Regions from separate parts of the Gossypium hirsutum genome. Here regions 1, 2 and 3 are each linked to region 4. The links are chromatin contacts, called in public Hi-C maps. All regions are on one chromosome and are shown on one strand. The core of a region is the stretch at or near the end of the contact, and the rest is flanking DNA. Distances in the headings are between cores, read along the strand shown.

Region 1 (6,559 bases), core at 373-2,872, 380 kb before region 4:
TTAAATTTAATTGGATTAAGTGTGGGTTTATGTCTTTGTCCATTACCAAAAAATAGTTGGAAATCAGATAAAAATAGAAGTAGTATGAACACTTTTTCCTTTTATAGAAGGAATTTTAATTTGCATACTATATAACAATTTTGACAGTCGGCACAATAATTTTTAAATAAAAAAAGAAGTTTATTTTTTTCTGATAAGAATAGATTTAATGAGTACTAAACAAATAGTGATGTTAACATATATAATAACGCAAATATGTAGGAATCATATCTCTTACAACAAAAAGCAACAAAGAAAAAGACAGAAAGATAAATAGTGATGTTAACATATATAATAACCTAAATATGTTAGAATTATATCTCTTACAACAAAAAACAATAAAGAAAAAGACAGAAAGAAAGAAACAATCAACTATCGTTATCAAAAGAGAGAATAAGCAACAACAAAAAGTGGAAAAAGAAGCCATAATAGACTTGAATAGCATATGAACATAACATTTATAAAGTCACCTCATTTATGAAAAATCTATACAACGAAAAACTTAAAACGTTATTCCTTAATAGCTAATAGAAAAGAATTTATTTCTTAATTCAAAAGAAAAGAAGAGAATTTTGTCTCTATAACTTTTGAAAAAAGATAAAATTTGTGTTTATTATTTTCTCATGTTTAAGTTATTATAAAGATATATAAAAAACTTTAGGTTTCATGTTTGTATTATTATTATATATAAAATTATTATATTTTTTCACATTTACAATTTATTTTGTGTTGATTCTAACACATTTTATCTTGTATGTTGTGTTCGTGAAAATTTTTGCAACAATTGTATGTTGATACTATTATATGTGTGACTTAAATAGATAAATTTACAAATAAATTTCTTATGTTAAGTTAGTTTATTTCATACCAATTTTTACATATTCATATCATGATCATATTCATATTTTATGATAATTATATAGTTTGTTAAAGTGATTCAATATAATAATAATAATAATAATAATAATAATGTGTTCATATCTTGTGTTGTTTTTGTATTCATCTCATATTTAATAACTAGTTGTTAGGTAATTTCATTTTGAGAGAAAGAAATAAATGTTTGTACCATTTTTTCGTTATCTTGTGTTGAAAATTGCAGAAATTTTTAATAAATTAATTATAGAAATCTGTACATGTACATAAATATATTATGGGTTAGTATTTAGTATATCGACAGTATATTTTTTTTATTCTACAAATAATCTTAAAGATTTTATCATATGTGTTTTCTTTTAAATATTTATTTTTTAATATTATATTATACCCTGTAGTACATTTATCAACCTCTAATTCTGTTTGTGGAGCCTAAAAATTCTTTTGGAAATGTGTCAAATATTATTCTATATATTATTACTTAAAATTGAATAATTATATCTACAATACATTTATATAAATATTTATATCTTAAAATTTTAATTTTAATTTTCGAAAGTTCAATTATAAGTTAGGAAAAAAAATTTATTTTGGGTTGCAAAAATATTGGGCTTGGCAAGCAATCCATGTGGCCTTGAGGTGGTGAAGAGTGAAAAGTCTTCTTATCCCCTAGGCTAAGGAGATAGGTTTGGGACCATAATTAGGGTCCTGCTGGTCCATGGTATTGGTTCTCACATGGAGCACACACCCTGTACATGGTATTCCCCTTCCATGCATCATGCCTTGCATTACGTGTTGGTGCATGGAAAATTCAAATTTGTTTGGTGGGCCTTCTTCGTTTTATTCATAAGGTCCAATTTCAGACTTATGATCCAAAATATGGTCAGTGGGTGGGACTCACATATCCATTAGTTGAAAGTCTACCATTTCCATTTTTGGATGTGTATGATGAATTAATTTTATAAAAAAAAAAAACCTTCAGATAGAGTTTTCTCTTAAAAGGGGTTTCCAATGAAAACAAACATTTCAAGTCACTCTCTTGTCTTGATTAAGAAAGTGATGGTGTCGACAAAAAAGTTATGGAGGTAAAGATGGAAGGTGGTTTAAATTGAAGTGTTAGTTTCGAGTAGTTTTTTTTATAATAATTAAAATGTAATTTTATCATTATAATAATTTATATTTATATAATTTTAAGAAGGATTAAACTAAAATGTTATCAATTTTAGAAGTCAAATTAAAATTTTACCATATATTAACTTATAAATTTATAAATTTTAGAGTATGCAATATAGAGAAGAAAAAAGAAAAAGGAAAAATGATTTCATTGGCTTTAAATCAAGTGGACACTCTTAAAAAAAATGTTTCTATGATGTCTCTTTCTTTTTCTAGCGCATACCTAGACATTTTCAATTATTTTGTGGGGGTTGGCGTTGAACATATATATTTATGTTGGATACTTGTTTTTGAATTTAGATGTTATGAGGAGGAAGAAATTATTGGTTAAATGCAAAAGTTGTGATGCAAGTCTCTCAATATTCCATATAGCTGTAATTTCAGAGGTTTTTGTCCATGTTATCTCATGTGTTCAATTTTCTAATGGGGTATGCTTCACATTAATTCACGTTCTGGTTTCCCCTACAAATTTTGCTCATCTTATGCTAAGATTTGATTCCCTCATTTATTTTATTAGTTACAGTTTTTACGGTTAAGATTAAGTTGAACCATATTTTATGAAGGTTTGGTTGATTCCCTTGAGTAAACCAGTGATTAGAGTCAAAGAGATTTTCTTTTTACATTTAAAATTATCAAAGATTAGATCTTAGCAAAACAAAAAACTCAATTAGTTTATACCGTTATTTTTTAATAAAAGATATTTAAAAAATTGCATTTAGGATACACATAAGGGTGTTAACTCAATCCCTTCAAATTCTCTGACCACTTTTTAAAGCAAATCAAATTTCGCAGCAGTGTCGGGTTTAAGTTCAGCTCCACCCCATAAATTTACTTAAATGCCTTGCGTTTATTGTTTATGTTTCTTAAATTTATAGAAAATGACCTAATAACTAATATTTTCTTATAATTTTAAATTTTATAATATATATTTTTATTTTTCGTAAAAATTGACATATATGCAATATTATATAAAATTTCGAAATGAATGGAGATAAAGGCCGAAAACACCATTTTGGGATTAAAGGCAAAAACAAAATGGAGGGGAGCAAAAACTATAACTGTAAATTAACAGAGTATTCAATCAATGATTTACGATTAGTTAGGTTTTTCTGTATTTATGTTCATTATTAAGTTAAATAAAAATATATAAATAAAAATTACATGTCATAAACTACTAATTAAAAGTGTCTATTACTCTAGATGTAATCTGAATTCGAATTATATTACTTATGTTTATTGTTTGAACTTTGTCCTATTATTATAATTTATTAAATATATATATAAATAAATTTCGACTCGTTTGTTAAATGAATAGAAAAGATTGACTTTAACACATGTTTTACATTAGATTGTAACGTGACCAATTGAATTTCTCCTTGGGGGAATCCACCACATTCACATGGCCCCGAGCAAGGAAATTAAAATGGTAATTAAAATTAATTAATATTAAGACGGCTATGATGAGTCTTGAGCAAGGATCATCCCTTGCCTTACTCTCTCTAAACCATCACCGCCCCTCCATAATACCTTCCATATAATATATGTATTTGTAGTGCAACCATGAACCAGAAACACATTAATATGTGTATATATATATTTATCGGGAGTTTAACCCTCTTCGCACTTAAAACATTTCTTCTTGTAGTATTAACCATTAATAAATTGATATTGTGTCTGTCTTATTTACCAGTTTTTAGAGGATTAAAAAAGCATGGAAAAGCAGGTAGGCTGTTCATCTACGTGGCAATGTGCATGAATCTTGTTTATGCTCAGACAAACACGTAGTCATTCATTTCCATGCAACAACATAGATCCGGTAATGATATTTGTGTATTATTTCTTGAATTACATAATTTATTTTCTTTTTTGTGTGATGCAGCAATTAATCGAGTATAATAAATTTTCTTATAAAATATTTATAATTATTTATAATTTTTTTCAACTTTAAATAGGAGGATAAATGTGCACATAAATTCACGTTTTTTTATTCTGATAATAAAATAGATGTCAATTAAACTAAGATTCAATGGACTATAATAATTAAATTATAATAATTGAGTGTAAATAAATGAAAATATAAACTTACACTAAATTTTGTTATGAAAAATAAAGAATTAAAATTTTAAATATTTTTAATTTAATAAAACAATAATGATCATTAAAGCTACGTAAAAAGATCTATTTTTTAAACAAGATATTAATAGCCTTACCTTTTAATTTAATTAATTGAAATTAGTGTTAAATGCTACTAAGATAGATGAAAAATGATAAGTAATTATGGGAAGAGGGGTTAATTTATGGGTATATGCCTTTTTTTATAAAATTTAAAAAATTTAGGTGTCCTTTTTTTATATTTACATCGTTATTGAAGAGAAAAAGTGAAAATAAGTTCTGTAGGACGCACTTTGAATCATGTCAGCTGAAATGTGCTCTATAGGAAGTGTTTTCATTAAAAATTGGTGACTTAGTTTTTTTTGGTTAGATAATTAAATGTTAGTGCTTTTGTCCTTAATTAAGTCTCAAGTTCAAGTCCTACTCATATTTACATTTTTATTTCAATTTCTTTCAAGCTTTTTTTTAATTAATATTTTTAATATGTTAGCTCTTCTGGTTAGATGATTAAATAATTGTGATTTTATTTTTGAGTCCTGGATTCAGCTCATCTTATAAGCATTTAATATGTATTTTTTATTTCATGTCGTTTCAATTTTTTTATTTTTAATTAATGTTTGTAATTAATAAATATATTGTTTTCAAGTTTTTTATTTTAAATTTATCTTTTTAACTAATAACTCTTTTATTTATAGAATCAAATAATTAATGTAAATATTATTTTTTTTAGTAAATATAATATTTATTTTTCAATACATATTAGAAATCACCATACCCATAATATAGGTGGAGAAAATAAATATTTGACATATAAATATTATATATAAAGAAAAATATATCAAAAGAATTAGTTGATGTTTTTTAAAAAAATTATTGCATATTTATTATTTGAATTTATAAATAAAAGAGTTATTAATTAAAAAAACATGAAAACAATATATCTATTAATTATAAACATAAACTAAAAAAAGCTTTAAACAAAATGAAATAATACATATTAAAATACTTATAAAAGGACTTGAACTTGGGACTTAAAGATAAAATAATATCTAACCATCAAACCAAAAGAGTTATCATGTTAAAATTTTTAATTAAAAATAACTTGAAACAACATGAAAAAAATACAAATGTGAGTAGGAAAAAAATCAAACACAAGACTTAAGAACAAAAACACAAATATTTAACCATTTAACCAAAGAAACAAAATTAATGAAAACATGCGCGTTTTTAATTTCTCTCTAACAAACCACCTATACCAATAAATATAAGAAAACGTCCTAATTTGGTATGGGGTATCAATTTATATCCTTTGTGAAACAGTTGCATGCATAATTTGGTCGTTAGAATAGTCAATATATATTGTATTCCATTAACAAAATTAGTATTGATTCTTGAATAAATATTTTATTTTTGAAGGTTTGAACAAATATTTTATATTAGAGATTTAATGATTTTTTATATAAAAATATTAAAGTGCGATATAATAGGGATAATATAAATATAACATAAACATACTGATGTTAAATTTATGTAATTGAGCAATCATACCTTAAATATAATTATAAGAAATGAATATACGAATACATTATTAACTTAAGTCGAACCAAACTAATAGTTTTATCAAATTATTAAAATACATTTAAAATAGAAGATCATTTATATGTTCCTAACTATTTGATAGACTAGTCAAACATATATAATTATCCTTTATATTATTTTTTCCATTCATCTATATTATTTACAATTTTTTATTAGCTTAATATTGTCCTTCAACAAAGTTTCTACTCAATTAGAGAAACATGATTAATAATTTCAACTCATGCTAATTGAATTAGCAAAACCTTAAATTATCACTTGACCAAAGTTTTATTTTAATATTTTATACATTTTTTATTATACAAACTTTATTGCCTCCATCAATTGTATATATATTAATAATAATGTTAATTGAAATGGTACAAAAAGTAACTCGACACCAACTTAGAATTAATGACAACACCGTGATAAATAATTAAATTCATTTAGCAATTTTAATTTGATATATTTATGTGTTATTATTAATTAGTTTTAAATCATACATTATATATTTTATTATATATTATTTTTAAATACAAATATATGTCCTAAATTCATAGTTCTACACGCACACACAAGTTTTTAGTAAGTTTTATTGTTATAATTATAGTTATAGATAATTGTGAATGTATACGTATTAAATAAGAAATTAAACCGTAATTAGCAAACAATTAAGTGTACAGAACATATACTTAAACTTAATTGGGTTATTCTCTCCAAAAAAACAAAACTTACATGGTATGATATAACACAAAACCTCATGTGAGCGATTGTGATATATGGATAA
Region 2 (6,385 bases), core at 1,641-4,140, 330 kb before region 4:
AGAAAAAGGCATCGTTGAATCCCATCCTTAAAGGCTAAACGTTGGGTGCAATGGTGGTGGTGGAGCAATGCAAGGCTGTTTGAGTTGGAGTGGAAGCTGCTATTGGGGGAATATGGGATAGCAAAAATACATTCATATCCTTTTCATATCTCATGTATCATATGCATGGGATATGCCTATGATTTACTTTCTTCCTTTTTATCTATTATCTCCTTGTATGTTATGCATTTGGAAAGCTTGTTTCTAGGTTTTCTTTTTCTATATATAAATTGATTATCATAGCAAAAAGTTGGCATGATCATGATCATGATTCTATACTCATTTTCTCCCACTTAAAATATCTGGCCACTTTTTTTAGGGTGATGTCAATTGATTCCTATGAATATTAATTAACAATTATTTTATAAACATTTATATATATCTTTTGAATTATAGGATCCATTTCATAAAATGATAAGGTACAATCGACAGGGATGTGGAAGCTAAACCCAAAAGAAAATGCATAAAGTTCGCTTAAAAAACCTTGTGTTACAATCCATTGTTAATAAATTTATATTTTAAATTTTTTAATAAATGGTGTTATCTAATTCATTAGCAACATAAAAATATTTACATTACCGGTGCATTTATTATATTTTAAACTATAATAATAATTTGCTTTACTTGATTAACATAAGCAAACCCTTTGCCCTCAATATATTTTCTTCTATTTTTATTAAAAAGTAGTGACCAACATGGAACTCAAGGTCCTCAATGGTCATGCACATGCTTCCCTCTGTCCTTCACCAATCAATCTGCCAAAACCTTCCCCCTACTGTTTCCCATTCCCCCATGAATTTTCACTCATCAATCACACACCACCAAGTGGGAATTATGGTGGGGGGCTAGGCTAGCTATGGCTACCTTCCTCATTGCTAGTTTCCAACTCGAATATTTTCATAATAATCATGAACTTGTACTTTGACAGGCCTATTCCACCAAAGTACAATTTTCAAAAACAAAACCCTAAAATGCTTTCCACGACTAATCACCATTGTCATAAATGAACATAAAAAAAAATCTCAAAAAAGAAGTAATAATATTTCTTAATTATATGAGCATTCGAGCGTGTCAAACTCGGAAGCATTCACCGAAAGCAACGTTGTTTATCGACCTTCCACGTACCTTGAATGTTTCACAATTGTGTGTTCATACTTTGAACCTCTAGATTATCCTAGTACTTTACAATCTTTACCATGCATAAAGAATATTCTCTCTTCTCACCATGTTTGCTTTCTGACATCTATTTCACCCAAATTCGTAGCTTTTTTTTTTATCATTGCTCGAGGTGTGTGATACATATGTACTATATAGAATGTACTATATAAATTAATCAAATACATTTTTAAATATCACAAACACCCATAGTTATTAATTTTCTTGGCAAAGTATAAACATTTACACAAAAGCCAAATGAAGGTTCAAAGCTAACCATCGTTGTAGTTCAAGGGCAATACCAGGCACGAAAAACTATAATTTGGGAGCAATATCTTTATTGTTGTAATATTAATTTAATTAAAATATTTTTTATACCCGTTTTACAATTTATAAAAAATTAATTAATTTATAATTATTTTCTCAACAACATCATATTCAAAATTTAAATCTAAATTCTGTCCATAAAATTGTAATAAACTTTACAACTAGGCTAAATATTGTTAGTCTGTTAGGAATATTAGTTGAGCATGCAAATCGTCAGCTTAGAAACATACACAGTGGAAGAAGAGGGCATGTGGATGGGTTGAGCAGATTTTTTTTCTTGGGAAGTGGTGTGAAATTAGTCGAAGTGGGTTGGACAGATGGCGCAAAGGTGGGTGTGGAGGAGGGTCGGCAGAAAGGGGCATTTGTGGGTCGAAACAGCCTTACAAGTCGCAATCCCAAGGCAATGGAGGGGCTCATGTGGGGGATCCCTCCCCCAAGATCGTGACAGTGTTAAACCCCTTCTTATTCATCAACTTCACTCATCCAATCCACGTGGGAACATCGCCGCCTATATCCTAGTCAGCACTCTCTGCCACTTAGGCTTCCAATTTCCATACATTTTAAATATTTTATTTATCCTCCCATTTATTTCTTTATTTACTTTATTTTTAAATTTTTTTATGAAAGAAACTCCTCTCTAGTGGGTCCATTAGAATCATAAGAGGATGCTGCGTCATTTTCATTTTCATTGTTTCCTAATTCTCTCCCTATGATGTTTCCACTTCATCTTCGGTTAATTTAGCTGATTTTACCTCAAATATTACAGCATAAAATAGGACCTAATTTCTTTTCCTTTTCTTTTCTCTTTTCTCTTTTTATGTTTGAAATTAGGAACATTACAATGTTTCCCTTTTTCTTTTTTTCTTTTGCACAAATTCAATATGATGTATGAAGTTGTGCTAATTGAATATGATTGTGTATTTCAATTATCATATATGTATATATATTGTTTTTGATATATAAAATGATCTTATCAAAGTTCACTTACTATGAAGTTGGTGGAACATATACAATAATTGATATAAAATAATATGGAATCTCAAGCTTGGTATGAAATCTACAAGCACATTTGATGTTGGGCATCAAAATCATGGAAACTCCATGCTTTCATTGGTAACCCAAGTGTTTTCTCTTCTAAATATATTTACATCTTTATAATAAACAAAAAAAATTATAAAGGAAAGAATAAAAAATTCCAAAAAAATATGATAATCCTTCAACAATTTTTTAAGTATAATGTATATGTATATAAGGATCTATTAAATTATTCTATAAAATAACAAAAGGTAGCCATTGGCTTATGATTTGAAACTGGACCCTTTTAAAATGCATTAAATTCTTGAATGTTATCACATGGACCTTCCTTATTTAAGCAGCCCCATCCCATCTTCTCCCTCCAAACCAAGAACAACAACTTACTCTCTCTGAAAGAAAAAAACAAACACCATTTCTTTTTTTTCTCTAAGCTCTCTAATTTCAACTCTACATTTTTGTCTCAAGACAAACTCACCGTATGACAATGGAGAATTTGTTTCGCCTTGTTGATCAAGACCAAGATTTCTTTCAGCGTAAATGGACTTTGGTCAATGGTCCGGTCATTGTTGGTGCCGGACCATCAGGGCTAGCCACTGCTGCTTGCCTGAAAGAACAAGGGGTCCCCTTTGTTGTCCTCGAAAGAACCGATTGCATTGCATCTTTGTGGCAGAAACGCACCTACGACAGGCTAAAGCTTCACCTTCCCAAACAATTCTGCCAACTCCCTAAACTACCTTTCCCTGAGGATTTCCCCGAGTACCCAACAAAGAGACAGTTCATTGACTACCTTGAATCATATGCTAAGCATTTTGATATCAACCCAAAGTTCAATGAGTGTGTGCAGTCAGCTAGGTATGATGAGACCAGTGGTTTCTGGAGGGTGAAGACCATTGTTACAAGTGGTTCAAACAAGACTGAGTTCGAATACGTTTGCCGCTCGCTTGTTGTGGCCACTGGTGAAAATGCCGAGTGTGTGTTGCCCGATATTGAAGGATTGTCAGAGTTTGGTGGTGAAGTTATCCATGCTTGTGATTACAAGTCTGGTGAAAAATTCAAGGGGCAGAAAGTACTAGTTGTCGGCTGTGGCAACTCTGGCATGGAAGTTTCTTTTGATCTGTGCAACCACAATGCTTCACCTTCAATGGTGGTTCGCAGCTCGGTAAGTCATCAGAAAAAAAAAAGTTACCTTATATCAGATACACTTCGAAGAAAAATTGAATTCTAATGGGTTTTTTGTTCTGTTTTTCAACAGGTTCATGTCCTGCCAAGAGAAATTTTTGGGAAATCAACATTCGAATTGGCTGTTTTGATGATGAAATGGCTACCCCTTTGGCTTGTTGACAAGCTAATGTTGATTTTGGCATGGTTGATGTTGGGAAACATTGAGAAATATGGACTTAAAAGGCCATCAACGGGTCCCTTGGAACTCAAGAACACAAAAGGGAAAACCCCTGTATTGGACATTGGTGCATTGGAGAAAATTAGATCAGGTGACATTAATGTGGTTCCTGGAATCAAGCGTTTCTCACGTGGACAAGTTGAGCTCGTTAATGGCGAAAAACTTGATATCGATTCAGTTGTGTTGGCTACCGGATACCGCAGCAATGTTCCCTCATGGCTTCAGGTGAGAAAATGCTCTAAAATTCAACTGTTTTAAAGAAGCCAAGATTGACAAATAAACTAATGGAAATAGTTGACATGATGAAACAGGAAGGTGAATTCTTCACCAAAAATGGGTACCCAAAGGCTTCATTCCCACATGGGTGGAAAGGAAAAGCTGGACTTTATGCAGCTGGGTTCACAAGGAGAGGGCTCTCAGGTGCTTCCTCTGATGCCATGAGGATTGCACAAGATATTGCCCAGGTTTTTAAAGATGAAACTAAGCAGCTCAGAATGAGAACTGTTGCTCGCCATAGACGCTGCATTTCACTTTCACAGTTCTAAACTTACAAAATCCTCAGGCCAAATATTTTTATTTCATCAAAAGCTAGGAAACTAGCTTTGTTCCTGTAAAAATTAATAATACTGTATAATACTCTCACCCAACAAAAACAAAACAAAAGAGGTAGAACAGGCTGACAGAGCCCTCTCCAAAGGCCCAAGTTTTGATTTTCTTTGGGAATTTTGTAAACCGAGGATGATGAGGCTTTTTCCTTTCTTTTTTTTTTAAATTTTTTTTAAAAATGTTTGTACCATAATTCAGTAATCAAGTTGAATGATACAGCAGCTTCCTTTCTCTATATCCCATCATTTCTCTGTCAATGGTTTCAAGATTCTTTCAATTCATGGTACTAATTATTACAATAAGTTCCAATCCACAGCCAGAAAGCTTCATTCTTAACCAGTAAAAATGCTGATTCTTTGAGAAAGGAACAACAGATTTCCAGTTCCCTAAAAGAAATAAGCATTGTATTAATGAAAAGGTAAAGGCCCACTGACTGAATGCTTGAGATTTCCAAGTTGCCCCCTCAAACATCAAATCATAGATGGGGAATAGGACTCATGATGATGAGGGACAATGGAACCCAGCTCCCACCATCTTTTGAGGATAGCCAAGCTCCAAACACTATTCCCCTTGATTCCTAAATTACTTGTATGATTTCATTGACCAAAACTTATTTGTAAACGAATAATCTAAAGCCGCACATGGATTGAGCAGAGCACCCTCAATGCTCTCATCATGACTGAATTACAGTTAGATATTTTATGTAAAGCATATTCCTTAACTTAGAGACGTGAGAACTAGCTGTCTTGATCTTATGTAAGTCGTAGAAGTCCGTAAAGGCATGAATACCCTGTTTCCTTTTCTTTTACCCTTTATAATAGAGGACAGTATTGCACCGAAAAGGTAAAAAATTTAATGGCGTCGCCCGGACTCGAACCGGAGACCTTCAGTGTGTTAGACTGACGTGATAACCAACTACACCACGACACCTTTTTTACCGTTTTCTGAACGAACAGGGATGTTTTCTTATTTATGATGTGTCTTACATGAGTGGTGACCCAGCCAATTAGCCTGCAAATAGACACGATAGTAAGGTGCGTATTACCGAACAAAGTCTTCCAACTCTAAAGCAATTATAGTGTAAATATTATACGAAAACTACAAAAAGATATTAATGCTTGAAATTATGTATATATAATTTCATGAAAATATACGAATATAGTCATGACAATCAAAAGTGGTTCTAAAGCGGATAATAAAACAAAAGAGGCAACTCCTATCAGGGAAGCCTGAGTTTTGACAGCCACAAATGACAAAAACACACATTGCAGCGCCCGCTATTTGGGAATTAGTCAACACACATCAAACATTGCTTTCACTGACACAAAAAGGCAAACTTCCCAACACCCCATACTCACAGTCCACAAATATTTGGAATTCAAATACTACTATTTTCTATACTGCTAGGCTCCAGTTGCTATTGGCTGAGATGAGGGTTTCAATAAGCCAATTGGTATATGCTGAGATTCAAGTCGTTTACCTTCTCCCTTTTTACATTGCTTTCAATTTAAAATGCATGAAAATTTTCTTGGCTGGTGGCTTGATTCAACAGGGAAAAGAAAGAGTCACCTATTAAAAGGAGCAACTCAGGTCCAAGAATTAAAAGCCCACAAAAAGATATGAACAGTGTCCATTGACTTCCAATTAAGATGGAGACTTCAAAACCAAGTGTTAGTAAGCCATGGGGCCTTTTCTCTTCACATTCCTAAATATAGAACATAGAGAGACAGCCCGTTTTTGTTGCTAAAGACTTTGATTCAGAAATTACAACAGGGTGCTTTGAATTCAATGTCCCATATGTTCCCTTCTTTACCAAGCCGGCAT
Region 3 (6,755 bases), core at 3,057-5,556, 420 kb after region 4:
CTCACCTTATTCCTGAGGTGATTAACAGCTCGTGGATGCTCCAAACCACGAACGTTCCAACTTAAGATTTACTTTGTACCCAATCGACCCACTCGCTAGTGACCGCCGATCTCTCATTAATTTCAATCAGTGCACCAGTAGTCCCAGACTTAGTTGATTTCCCCTCATTTTTTCTTTGCCTCTTCTTCCCATTACAATGCTCAATTGTCCTATCCCCTAGTATAGTTTCCATTTGTCCCTATTTCCACACTCCTTGAGCAACCACACCTTCCTCTTTACCACTTTTGTTTTAATAGAAGCTATTTTATGTGACCCCCACACACTTTCCATCCCTACGATCTTCCACATCCATGCCAAATGGATTACTACTCCCTTAGGATTAACTTGAACCCTCTTCCTTGAGCCTTCTACTACTAACCGAAACCTAATTTCTTGAAGGCACCCTTAATGAAATATCCCAACCAAACTTTGCCTCTTGAACATCGATTGTCACATATTAATAATATTAAACGTAAGTATTGAAACTAATAATAATACATATGAGCTTATTTAAAATATGTAAGGTTATTGAATTGATGTCGAGCTGACTCATGACATCAACTCAGTCACACAGTTAAACAATTATGTGTGTACATATAATTTAGGTTAACATATATCATAAGATATGCCATATGTCCTTTTACTCTTCGTAAATTTAAAATTTAGTCTCTCTACTTTTTATATTTCAAAATTTATGTCAAATTGCTAACACTGTTAAAATTATTTTGGTAAATTTAAGTTCATTACTACGTCATTTTTTTATTTACATATATACCATGTGAGTATTTTTTTTTAATTTCGAAATGTTATACCAACAAATTTAACCCAAAATTTTAACAATGATAATAATTTAACCTGAAATTTGAAATAAAAAATACAAAGGAACTGAATTCTTAGAAATAAAAATACTGAATCTAAATTCCAAATTTGTAAAATAAAAAATAAAAATAAAGACCTATTCCATATTTTAACCAAAGTTTAAACTTCTTAATTTAATCACTCATCTATTTTGAATTTTATTTTAAAACTATAGTTTAATCCATTTAATGTTAAATAAATTAAAAATTTAAAATTGAAAAATATAAATATTCTATTATTATTTTAAAATTTCTTATCAATTAAATTATAATAATAATTCCATTAAATACAAAATATGATAGGTTTAGCACAAATACCATGATTGTAACATGGGTTGCTTATTATTGAGATATTTTGTGTTTTTGCCAAATATATAGATTCTTTAATATTTTTTTCACACTTCATTTCAGTTGAATGAAATAATGGAAGATTTCCAACTTACGTCACTTTTAACCACTAACATATTGTACCTAATTATCTACCAGAAAAATTGTACCTATTTTTTAGAAAAATATATGAGGCCCATGAAAACGGATAAGATATGATATTATTACATTTTTCCTCGGAAAATAAATTCTGACAAATTTGAGTATGTCCCATATCTCTAATTTGATCGATGACCAGGAATTAATGAGGTGAGCCAATCAGCGCCAACTCCAAAATCATCAGATGCTCTTTGATTTGATTTTATGTGACCACGTTTTCCTTTAATGCTTTACTGTTAACTTTATGAATTTTATTTAAACTTTTTTTTGATAAATATTTTTATTTTATCATGCATCTCAATTAATATAAAATTTAATTTAAACTTTAAACTCCACACTTCTAAATAATAAAATTGTTGATTATATAGTTAAGATAAATAGAGGCGAAATTGATTCCCTGATTTCTGCACTGGTTGGAAAAAAATATTCGACAATCATTATTAACTGTTGACAGATTACACTAATCTTCGAGTTCACTTTAATATGTTGTAAGTTGATGTTGTAAAAGGAAAATCTTTATTCCCTTTTTTTAGTTAAGCAATTATTGGCATCCTTAAAGCTATAAATATGGTAGTATTTTACAAAGTCATTTTCAAATTAAATAATTTCCTATGCAATATTCTTTTAACAACCATGTAACTTTCTTTTTTGAAAAAGATTGCACTTTACACATCATGAGATCATGGTTGTCTTTTGTTTTAACTGTAAAAATATTATCCTTGGGCTTTATCTGAATATATCTATCACCTTTACTTCAAAAAGATGGAAAAATGTGTCCTACAGTAACACTGCAAGTTAGATCCTTTCACTTCAAAAAAACAGGTTGGGTATACTAAATTTCTGGTCAGTTTGAGGTCTCAGAAATAATACAGAACCTAGGATTTTCCAAAATAATAAATAAATAAAATTTCATTTAATTGTATTGAAAATACAACCCTTAATTGTTTGTATTTTGTATCATTTAGCAATTTAGGCTTAATTAGGATATAAATAATCACATTCTTCTGTTTAATTTTATCAATTACAAACATAATTAATACTTGACGAGACTTAAATTAGAATACTTGACGAGACTTAAATTAGAATAAATGAAAGTAAAATTATCAAGATTTAGACTTTGATTATTGTTGAGAACTTAAATGGAGTTAATGATGTGGCATATCATGAGTGGTTGGAATGTAGAATAAGAAAGGGTAAGAGATGTTATAATTTTGAAGTACAAAATGATAAGTACTGAAAAAAAAATGATGAAAAATTGGAAGTCATAGGATGTGGGTGAGTGTGAAGGGACAGTCCCCCATATGGAGAAAGAAAACATGTTTCTTATCCCTACACTATTTCCCAACTGCCTCCTCCCACTTTCATCTTCTTTTTTTTTTTTAAATTACTAAAACAATACCTTCAAATAATAATCATTCTTTTAACACCAATCTTGGCTTCTTTTGCCCTTTCTTTAAATAATAATAATAGGGTTTGAATGGGTGTAATTTGATAAGAAAAAGAAATCAATTAAAATTTTACACACACACAAAACTCCTTATGTTTTATTATTTTAATTTTTTAAAATAAATTTAATACCAGTTATCAAAATTGCACTTCATGGATCATTGTAAATTATGGTCAAGCTTCTATCTCAACAACATTAAATATTAAATAATTACTTAAAGGTAAATACTTATAAACAGCTTATTAAAAAAAAAAGAAAGAAAGAATTTAATTTGGAGTTCCAATATTAAAATAAATTTGAATGAGATTGAAAAAGATTCTGATTATGCTTAAAGAGAGATGATATTATAAAATAATTATTTTGATAAAAGAAATATAATAAATTATTGCCAGTGCTAAAAGGAGATATATATATATATAACATAAATAATCCAACTACCAATTATTATATACCAAAAAAAAAATCTATAAAGAGCATATAAAAAAGGTAGCATCTTATCTAAAAGAAGAAGAATTAATAATAATAATAATAATAATAATAATAATAAAGGATTAATTAAGTTTACATCATAAGACAGTTTACCGTTAATTGTCATTTTCTTCTTAAAGTAAACCCACTCACTTTCCTTTAATGACTACAATTTTATTTTATTAAATATAATATTAAGTATATAAGATGATACTTAAATTGAATGTATCAAAATTAGTATCCTAGTACTAATACTTTATTTGGAAAGGCTATGTGCCAATCATTGTTTTAAACCATAATTAAATCCAACTTTTCTTTCTTTCTAATTTATCAATTTAAGTAACTCGTGTTTTTTTTTTATTGTAACGTAATTTTTCTTGGAATAAAAATTAGCGTCAGCAGTGGCACAAAATATATTAATAAAAATAGGACTAAGTGAAAATTAAAAGAAGAAAATTGAATGCAGTTTCGTAATTACAAGCGACAAAATTATCATTTCATTTGTCAAAAGCATGGAACTCAATAATTATAACTTTAGTGGCCAAAAAACATATTATATATAAAGAAAGAGAAACCGACTTGACTTGTAGTAAAGACAGCTGCCCAGCAGGTGTTGAACTGTAATTCAGCATTCTCACAGCTGAAAGCAAATTTTTTAGCATTAAAAATAAGTACAATTTGAGCATACGTATAAAACCCAGGGCTGACAATTCACATTCTTTTCAATATATATATTTTAATAAATATAATCATTTTTAACGTATTTTAACTAAGATAATGGTAGAAGTTAAATTGGATTTGAAAAATAAAGAATTTTATAGTTTTTCTTGTAATTTTATATAAAAAGTACTCATATTACATTTAAATTAAATTAATTATAATTATAAAAATTATGGATCTTCATCAAAATTTGAATCTAGTTAATAAGCCGATTACAATTCATGTAATTAAAATACATGGTTGATATACAAAATATATAATTGATACACACAAAAACCAGTACCGTCAATTTGTGGAAACAAAAAAAGATTGGGGTCCGCAGCTAAAAGAAAACAACCATTTTGTTTGTGGGCATCTGATTATTAATAAGAAGGAAGAAAGCGTTGGTACTATCCACTGTCAAAAGATGCAGAGAAAAACAGGATCTTATCTTTGGTGAAACACCTAAATTATACTTCATCCCCACACCAAATCTTTTTTTCTAAAAAACCCTTCTCCTGCTTCCTTTTTTCTTCTCACACTGCCAATCTGCCATTTCAGTATATATATATACATATGCTACAACGTTGGACAGCTTTGTACGGCTTTGGATTTTCAAATATATTTTGGTTTCCTATCTAGGGTTTTTTCATAACACCACCTATGTTGTATTTCTTTTAGGATTTCCACTTCTACACAAGTAAAAAACAAACCATTCTCTTACGGCCTTAACACCTTAAATACTTACAATTTCCTCCTTCCTTTTTCTATAATTTTTCTATTTGGGTGGGTTATTAATGATTAATATAAATACAGATTAAAGTGTTAAGAGAGAGAGGATGAATCACTGCGTCCCCGATTTCGAAATGGAAGATGATGATTCCATCCCTTCTACTTTAACTCGCTCTAAAAAGCCTTCCATGTAAGCTAAACCTTCTTCTTCCTCTTCTTTATTTTATTTATTTTTTATCGCTTTATTATTGTTGCCAAAACCGTGAGTTGATGACGCGATGGAATTATGAAACAGGCCAGAGGATGAAATCATGGAGCTGTTGTGGCAAAACGGTCAAGTTGTTATGCAGAGCCAAAACCAAAGATCTATCAAGAAGTCACCGCCGTTCAAATTCCAAGGCGCCGACCCATCTGCTACCAAAGAGATCCGGTCTTCCTCATCTCACCATCATCATCAACAACAGCAGCAGCAGCAGCAGCAGCAGCAGCAATCGCTTACCGATCATCACCTCTTTATGCAAGAAGACGAAATGGCTTCATGGCTTCACTATCCTCTCAGCGACGCCAGCTTCGACCACGATTTCTGTGCTGATCTCCTCTATCCTTCCTCCGCCGCCCCTTGCCTTACCTCCACCACCGCCACAACCTCCGCTCCTCCTCCACTCGGGAAAGTTACTCAAGTTTCAGCTTCAGCTGTGGCGTCAGCTTCTAGGCCCCCGATACCGCCGTCGAGGAGGAATGAGTTGGAGTCGACGAGGATTCAGAACTTCGTTCACTTCTCCAGGCATAAAGCGGTGAGGGTGGAACAATCTAAACAGTCTAATTCTAAGAGCGTAGTTAGGGAATTGACGGTCGTTGATTCCAGCGATACTCCGGCTATGGCTCCCGAATCAGGAGCCTCTCAGGCCATGCCCTGCAACACTGAGGCAGCTTCTGGAGAAAACGACAATATTAACTGCGCCAACATGAGCGTCGCTGCAGGAGCCAACACGCGATCAGCTGGTGTCAGCGGGAGTGCCTGCAAAGACAATTTAGCCGCGTACGAGGTCACGGTGACATCGTCACCTGGCGGCTCCGGTGCCAGTGCCGAACCCACGGCTCAAAAGGCAGCCGCCGCTGAGGACCGGAAGCGTAAAGGAAGAGAACTGGAGGACACCGAATATCACAGCGAGGTTAGTTCATTGGAGTTAAAAGTTTTCTGTTTTGTCTCGGCTAACGTGCGCCAGGGGTTAACGTTGTTTAACATGAGCACCCTTCTCTTTGTCGCTGGTGCACCACTAGAGCACACTGTTTTTTTTTAAGGCAGAACACTGTATCAAACTATCAATCCAAAGATAAAACTAAAATATAATGGTAATACAATTTGTATAATAGTTAAATTATATTTTATTTTTATTTAAAATTTGAGAAATTAATTTTTCTAAGTTAGACAAATGATAAATTGATTTTTTTTAAATTTCATTTAATTGTACAGTTAAAAACTAATATTTGTTAATAAAATAACCATAAAGTGACACGTGATATGTTATGTCACGTGTACCTTATGTTAACATATATAGGTTAGTTTTTAATAGTAGAAATAAATAAAAATTTTAACAAAATAATCAGTTTGCTTTTTCATCTAATATATAGAAACTAATTTATCAATTTTTATAATAGATGAGACAAAATACAATCAACTTTTAATATATGAGCAGCAACTAACATATAAAAATGATAAAAATTACTAGATTATGCCAAACTAATTGTTTGGATGAAAAAATTTGTAATAATATATTATTAAAAAGTTAAATAAAAATTTTGAAATGGTATTTAAAATGTATTATGTCTTGTGTTAAAATTCATTGATTATATATAAAAATGTAAAAGGATAAATATTAAATAAAATGATATTTTAATAATTTCTTAATATAAAAATATCTTTATATTAGTATAAATATAGAGAAGTCAATGAAGCTAATATCAATATATATTAATGATTATATTTAATAAAATAACATTATTTACAAATAATTCACATTAGACAG
Region 4 (6,465 bases), core at 1,967-4,466:
AAATTAATCGGAGTAGACTTTTTTATCTTAGATTCGTGGTTTCACAACCACTGTTCCGTTTAGGCCTTATTTTGGGATGTTATAGACCGTGTAAGCATACTGACTTATAAAATTAAGGTGTAGGGGTCACACAGCCAAACCACAAGCCCGTGTGCTAGGCCGTGTGAAAATACCTGGGCATTCTGTTTCTCAATTTTAAAGATGTAGCGGGCACACGGCTGAGACACACGCCCATGTCTCTGCCCGTGTGGACGAAAGTAGGCCATTCCAAGGCCACATGTCTCACCTATTTTGATATCAACCTAAATACATCATTTTAACACCTCAAATCACAACAAAGCAATCATAGCAAGTCAAAATCATGTTTTAAGCATAGTGTGTCATCACATATACCAAAATACCTAAATTTACCTATTTAATCCATCTAATTTGACTAATAAAGTTAACCACAATTTGAATTCAACAAACCTATATTATTCACATCAACATCACCAATATGTCTCATTTCTAACCCAACATATATATATAAGCAAAATTATAATTATTGACATTTATACAAGACAAACTTTGATTAAATCCACACAAACCCTATACATGCCATATAAACTGTATTGAACATACAAAAACTACCGAACTAGGCTAGATAGGGTGGCTTGATGTGCTGGTCCGATCTTTCGACCTCTTGAAAATCTAGGTTAAATTGTAAGATTTGTAAAAGTTTAGGGACTATTCCACTAATTTTCCTTTTTCACGAGTATCTACGGGCCCTTGATATGCAGCAAAAATAAGCAAAACCAGCTTAAACTCTCTCTCATGGTTGTTTGCTGAAGTTGAAGAAAGAAATTATCTAGAATTCTCTTTTTAATTTCAATTTGTATGTTTAATTTCATGCAAATTAAAATTTTACCATCCATTTGTTTTATTTTATTATTATTTTTCATTAACATGCCGCCTCATCTCTTTTCTTTGGGCTTAATTGCTCCTTAAGTCTTCCCTTATTTATTTATCAACCATTTAATCACTATTTATTATAATTAACAAGTTTTGCACCTTTTTCAATTTAGTCATTTTTAATTAATTGACTATTAAATTATTAAAATTTTCTAATGAAACTTTAATACTACCTTAATGACACTCCGTAACTATTTAAAAAAATATTTACGGCTCGGTTTATAGAAACAAGGTCTCGATTCCTTATTTTCTAAAACCACTTGACCTAAGATTTTGTTACCTGAACCTAATAATTCATTATAAACTTAAATTGATAATTAAAAATTCTTTCTAAAACCATATTTAACTCGTAAATACTAAATAATAAAATTTACGAGCTTACTCGTTGAATTTGGTGGTCTCAAACCACTATTTCTAACACTATTGAAAATCAGGTTGTTACACCACTAGTCAGAACTAACCAAATCTAAGAGTTGGAAATGTTTGGGAACTAACAGTTTATATTGTGATTATTTCCTCGGGTTTTCTGTCAAAAATACTAGATAAACAAGATGCGTCGGTGATAGAACCTTGATGAACAACGAGCAATGTCAACCTAAGCATTAAAAAGGGAGCATTCTCAAAAAATGACATTTTGTATTCATGCAAATATCATTCATACACATATAGTTAGGAGCATTTGATTCATTTTGATCATAACATCTTAATCGCTTGGTATAAATATAAGCCAATGAAATGGATTCTACAAGCCATGTCCCTAAAGAACAGTGTAATATATTAGTGAAACCACAAATCCCATACCCTTAAAGTTACAACGGGATGGATTGAAGTCATAATAGCAAATCTTATCTCCCTAAAGTTGCAGTGAGCAGATTAAAGCTACAAGTCTTATACATCTGAAGTTGCAGTGGGTCAAATTAAATCTACTGTAGCGAGTTTTATTTTCTTGAAGTCGAGCAGATTAAAGCTGTAAATCTTATCTCTCTGAAGTTGCAGTAGAGCAGATTGAAGCTACAAATCTTATCTTCCTGAAGTTGCAGTGGAGCAGATTAAAGCTGTAAATCTTATCTCCCTGAAGTTGCAGTGGAGCAGATTAAAGCTGCAAATCTTATCTCTCTGAAGTTCAAGTGGAGCAGATTGAAGCTACAAATCTTATCTCCCTAAAGTTACAGTGGAGCAGATTAAAGCTGTAAATTACAAATCTTACCTTCCTGAAGTTGCAGTGGAGTAGATTGAAATGATAAGTCCTATACCTCTGAAGTTGCAGTAGGTCAGATTAAATCTACCATAGCAAGTCTTATCTCCTTGAAGTTGCAGTGGAATAGACTAAAGCTACAAGCTACAAATCTTATCTCCTTGAAATTGCAGTGGAGTAGATTGAAGATACGAGTCTCATCTCCCTGAAGTTGCAGTGGAACAGATTGAAGTTATAATTCTTATCTCCCTGAAGTTGTAGTTGAGCGGATTGGAGCTACAAATTTTATCTCCCTGAAGTTGTAGTGGAGCAGATTGAAATTACAAATCTTATCTCTTTGAAGTTGCAGTGGAGCAGATTAAAACTACAAGTCTAATCTCCTTGAAGTTGCAATGGGTTAGAATGAAACTACTTGAAAAAGAGGAGCACCAAAGAGGTCGAGATTTGGCGAGACCAAATGAAATTGGTCATTCTTAAAAATCTTTCTCGTTGCACGACAACGAGCAAAGAGAGGCCACTGTGAAAGCCCAATTTCGTCTAGGCCTAGACAAAAAAAGAAAGCAAAAAAAAAACAAAAATAATTAAAGTCTAGTGTCCATTTACAACAAATTACAGGCCCAAACAACCCAAAATTAAAAAACCCTAATAGCCTAAATAGCCCAAATGGCCCAAACACCTAAACTGTTTCAAACTAAACAAAAACCCTACCCTAGCTCGCGCCGCACCTTAGCCTGCGTCGCTGCTGCTCCTGGCCTCTGCCACCATCAACTGCTCCTCAACCACCACCTACAAAAAACAGTAAACAACACGCAAATAACAGTAGCTAAGTACGGATAAAAACAAAGAAAAAGAGAAGAAAGATTGTAATCCGAAAGCGACTATAAAAATAGAATCTTTGCAAGGCTTTAAAATAAAAAATAATTACTCGATAGTTAATGTAATAACAAAAAAATTAGAGAAAGTAAGTTGTTTGAAATAAAAGAATAACTAGAAATTTTAAACCAAAAAAAAGCTGGACTAGTAAATTCCAAATCTGAAGTATCCGATCATCCTTGTGTTATCCTTATGACGGTTACAACTGAACAAAAGAAAACTAAAAAAATAGCACATCGCAGTCTCGCGCGAAAACAAAAAAAAATTGGCAAAAACTCGTAAAATAATACAAAAGGGATGGGCAGTTTCCTTAACTACCCGAACCACACACTTTCATCATCTTCTCCGTCAATCTCAGTCCACTCTACCATCTCTACCCCTTTCATCCGTAATGATAATTTCTTTTTTGAGGAAAGAAATGAAAAGAAAAAATAATAACAAAGAAAATAAGCGCAACTTCTTCGCTAAATATCTCTTTACCAATAATAATCATTCCTTGCCTTTAATTGAGTTTCTTTCCTCTCTGCCAAACACATTTCCTCAAATTTTATTTTTATTGTTTTTTTCCAAATTACTGGAATTGGTTGAGAAATTTAGATCTGAGGAGAGGATCGGGATCCAGATGGAAGAGGCACTAGAGCTGGCACGCGCCAAAGACACCAAGGAGCGGATGGCGGCTGTGGAACGTCTCTACCACCTCCTCGAAGGTTCCAGAAAGAGTCTGACTTCTTCGGAGGTTACTTCGCTCGTGGATTGCTGCATGGATCTCCTCAACGACAACAACTTCAGAGTCTCCCAGGGCGCTCTCCAGGCTCTTGCTTCTGCCGCCGTCCTCTCTGGTGATCACTTGAAGTTGCACTTCAACGCGCTTGTTCCCGCGGTTGTTGAACGGTTAGGTGACGCTAAGCAACCCGTCAGAGACGCTGCGAGACGCCTACTTCTCACTCTCATGGAGGTAGAGTTGCTATCTATTTCCTTTTATGTTATTGGTTGTCTACTGCTAATATAATTCCTTTTCCTTTTTATAACTGACTTTCATGCATATCAATCCATGGAAGACTTTTGTTCCTGTGCTTTGTGGAACTTTACCATAATGTTTTTTATTCATGGAGATAGGAAATACGGTTTTTCTTAGCTTTGAATGAGTCAAGGGCTTCCGAATTGTTTTGCCTTAAAATAATTCGTTATCATTTTTGTCTTCGCAGTTCTTGGTAAATGGAAACCTAACTCATTCCTTATTTTATTGCTGTCTAAAGTTACCTTAGCTTTGTAGAAGTCATTAGTGAATGCTTTTATGCAATTGAATAATTACCATCCTTAATTACCTCGGGATGGCTTCCATGTTTCTTGTGGGATGTTTCTTGTGGGACTAGTCATTCATTCCATTTTATTTTTTTATTAATACTACTAAGAAAGCAAGTTCGTGAATTAGGGTCCTCATGCAATTACCTCTATGGATATCATATGTTATTGAAAAGCAGATGCTTGATACTCTCCTACTCTCAAAAGATACGTTTATGTTTAGTGTGGTTCAAAAAGTCTGCTGTGAAGAACTAAAGCATTAGCTTTTAAGATATTTTTTTCTAGTTCTCACTCTAAAGCAAGACTTAAGAACCTGCATTGTCATAATGGCTAAGGACAATTTAGTAAGAATATAAGTTGTCAAAAGCTTTTTCACTTTTCTTGGATCCCATTATGTGGTTGTTTCTTTCACTTGCTTTTGCTTGCTAAAGGTTGGTAAAAAAAGCAAGAGAAAATGGTAGAAATGAAACCATAATAGATTGGAAGTTAAAAAAATTACTGAAACCCATCTCCAATTTAGTAAAATCATGCTGCATTTTGTTCTCTATAAAAGTACACTGTATTTTTTAAGTCTTCATAAATGTTATTTGCTTTTGTATCTAAGCATTCCTTTTCTGTTTTATATTGTGGAAAGTAATAACTACCTTAATCCATATGCATTTTCAAGTAAGATTAGTGATACAATGAGGGAGTGTACAACCTCATGAATTTGTCCATTGCAATTTTTATTTTTTAAATTTCTTTTCAATGCCCAGTGGTTTATGGTTTTATTTTTATATCTGTTTCCATAAGGAAAGGGACTAGATTATATGTTTTGCAATTATATTTTGAAGTATCAATTTGAGTGCCTTGCTGAGTTTTTTGAATTATTATTTGAAGATAAGTGGTAAACAATTAGTTTGATCTGTAAAATATACTGATTATTTTGTATTCCAGGATTCTTCTCCAACAATTATTGTTGAAAGGGCGGGCTCTTACGGCTGGACGCATAGAAGTTGGAGAGTTAGGGAGGAATTTGCCCGGACAGTCACATCCGCAATCAATCTTTTTGCATCTCCTGAGCTTCCACTTCAACGGGCTATTCTCCCCCCTGTATGCCCATTAGTCATTAACTTCTCCAAAATGGATTTCCAGTCTCATCTGTATGTGTGACAGAGATAAGTTGACATATATAAATTTCTTTATTTATCAGATTTTGCAGATGTTGCATGACTCAAATCCCGGTGTTCGTGAAGCTGCTATATTATGCATTGAGGTCAGTGAAAGTTGTCTTCTAGTATTATCTTTACTAGAGCTCAACAACATTTCTAACTTATGTTTAGTAAGAATTGATATTTTCTTATTCTTGTTTTGGTCATATTCAAATTTCTAATCGATGTTTTAAAGGAACTTTCACTTTTTCCTAAATATACAAATGATAGCCTGAATCCTGATAGGGGGGCTTACTCTAGAGGCAGCTGTTCTGCCTATCAGTTAAGGAAAAACATGTTGATATGCTTGCAATAAGTTTTTCACTTGCCTTTAGAAGACAAGAAATGCAATGAAAAAATCAATAGGCACAAACATCAGGGTTCTGAATCTGTTTTCTAGTCAGGAAAACATTAAAAACTTAAGTTGGTCAGGACTCCTTTTTGTTGGAAAACAAAAAATAGAAAAATTTTTCTTGACCGCCTGCTGTGACCTAGGCTACGATTAATATGTCAAAAGCAATGTTTATGTAATTTGATATCAGTAGGTTGTCCAAAAATACTCTCTTAGTTATATTTAGCATATAAACAAAAAAAATCATCTCAATTTGATTTCCTGTGACTCAAGTTTAGATCCCCACCCCTCTTTTCAATTTTCTGCATTCCTTTCTTGTTCATGAACTCAGTTTGACATTGGTTGTTTGGCATGAAATATCTGCTCCTTAGGTTAATATTAATGTGAAATATTTATAAAAAGTTTTTAGCTTCTATTGATGCGTGTAGGTCTTTAATAGTTTTGATCTCTTATGAAGAACTATACAGTGATTATTTATTAGGTTAATTTTCGGTTTCTTTTCTGTATTTCTGCTATTGATGTTTAATAAATTTTGCATTAACTGAATAGTAATTCTTTGCTATATATCCACTTATTGCCGTTCTTCTTGAGAAATTGCTCTT

The links. A called contact is a pair of places that touch in the nucleus more often than the background predicts.
Region 1: a contact with region 4 is called in a Hi-C map of leaf, with 2.2 times the contacts expected there. The contact joins the enhancer-like site here to the promoter of LOC107901897 in region 4. A contact is called at or near these places in 3 of 34 Hi-C or Micro-C datasets (callus and leaf).
Region 2: a contact with region 4 is called in a Hi-C map of leaf, with 2.5 times the contacts expected there. The contact joins the promoter of LOC107955258 here to the promoter of LOC107901897 in region 4. A contact is called at or near these places in 4 of 34 Hi-C or Micro-C datasets (callus, hypocotyl, leaf and 1 more).
Region 3: a Hi-C map of leaf shows a contact between it and region 4, with 2.0 times the contacts expected there. The contact joins the promoter of LOC107894214 here to the promoter of LOC107901897 in region 4. A contact is called at or near these places in 17 of 34 Hi-C or Micro-C datasets (callus, leaf, petal and 1 more).

The regions. Positions count from the first base shown.
Region 1 is chrA07:42,508,434-42,514,992 of Gossypium_hirsutum_v2.1, forward strand. No RefSeq gene overlaps it. Among protein-coding and RNA genes, the nearest start is that of LOC107955258, 42 kb to the right of the region's middle. Within about 2 kb of position 1,623, at least 3 of the 9 cell types and tissues checked have an H3K27ac peak or open chromatin away from gene starts, as enhancers often do. A contact at or near this core is called in leaf, where this site is marked.
Region 2 is chrA07:42,551,018-42,557,402 of Gossypium_hirsutum_v2.1, forward strand. LOC107955258 (probable indole-3-pyruvate monooxygenase YUCCA8) reads left to right here and starts at 2,891. Exons shown (of 3, transcript XM_016891001.2): 1 at 2,891-3,715; 2 at 3,809-4,180; 3 at 4,267-4,796. The coding sequence starts at 3,035. The coding sequence ends at 4,500. TRNAV-AAC (transfer RNA valine (anticodon AAC)) reads right to left here and starts at 5,491; the gene lies at 5,418-5,491.
Region 3 is chrA07:43,296,596-43,303,350 of Gossypium_hirsutum_v2.1, forward strand. LOC107894214 (transcription factor PIF1) reads left to right here and starts at 4,307. Exons shown (of 8, transcript XM_016819453.2): 1 at 4,307-4,918; 2 at 5,024-5,900. The coding sequence starts at 4,836.
Region 4 is chrA07:42,881,915-42,888,379 of Gossypium_hirsutum_v2.1, forward strand. It overlaps LOC107901897 (CLIP-associated protein), which reads left to right and starts at 3,217. Exons shown (of 22, transcript XM_016828066.2): 1 at 3,217-3,974; 2 at 5,258-5,413; 3 at 5,514-5,576. The coding sequence starts at 3,411.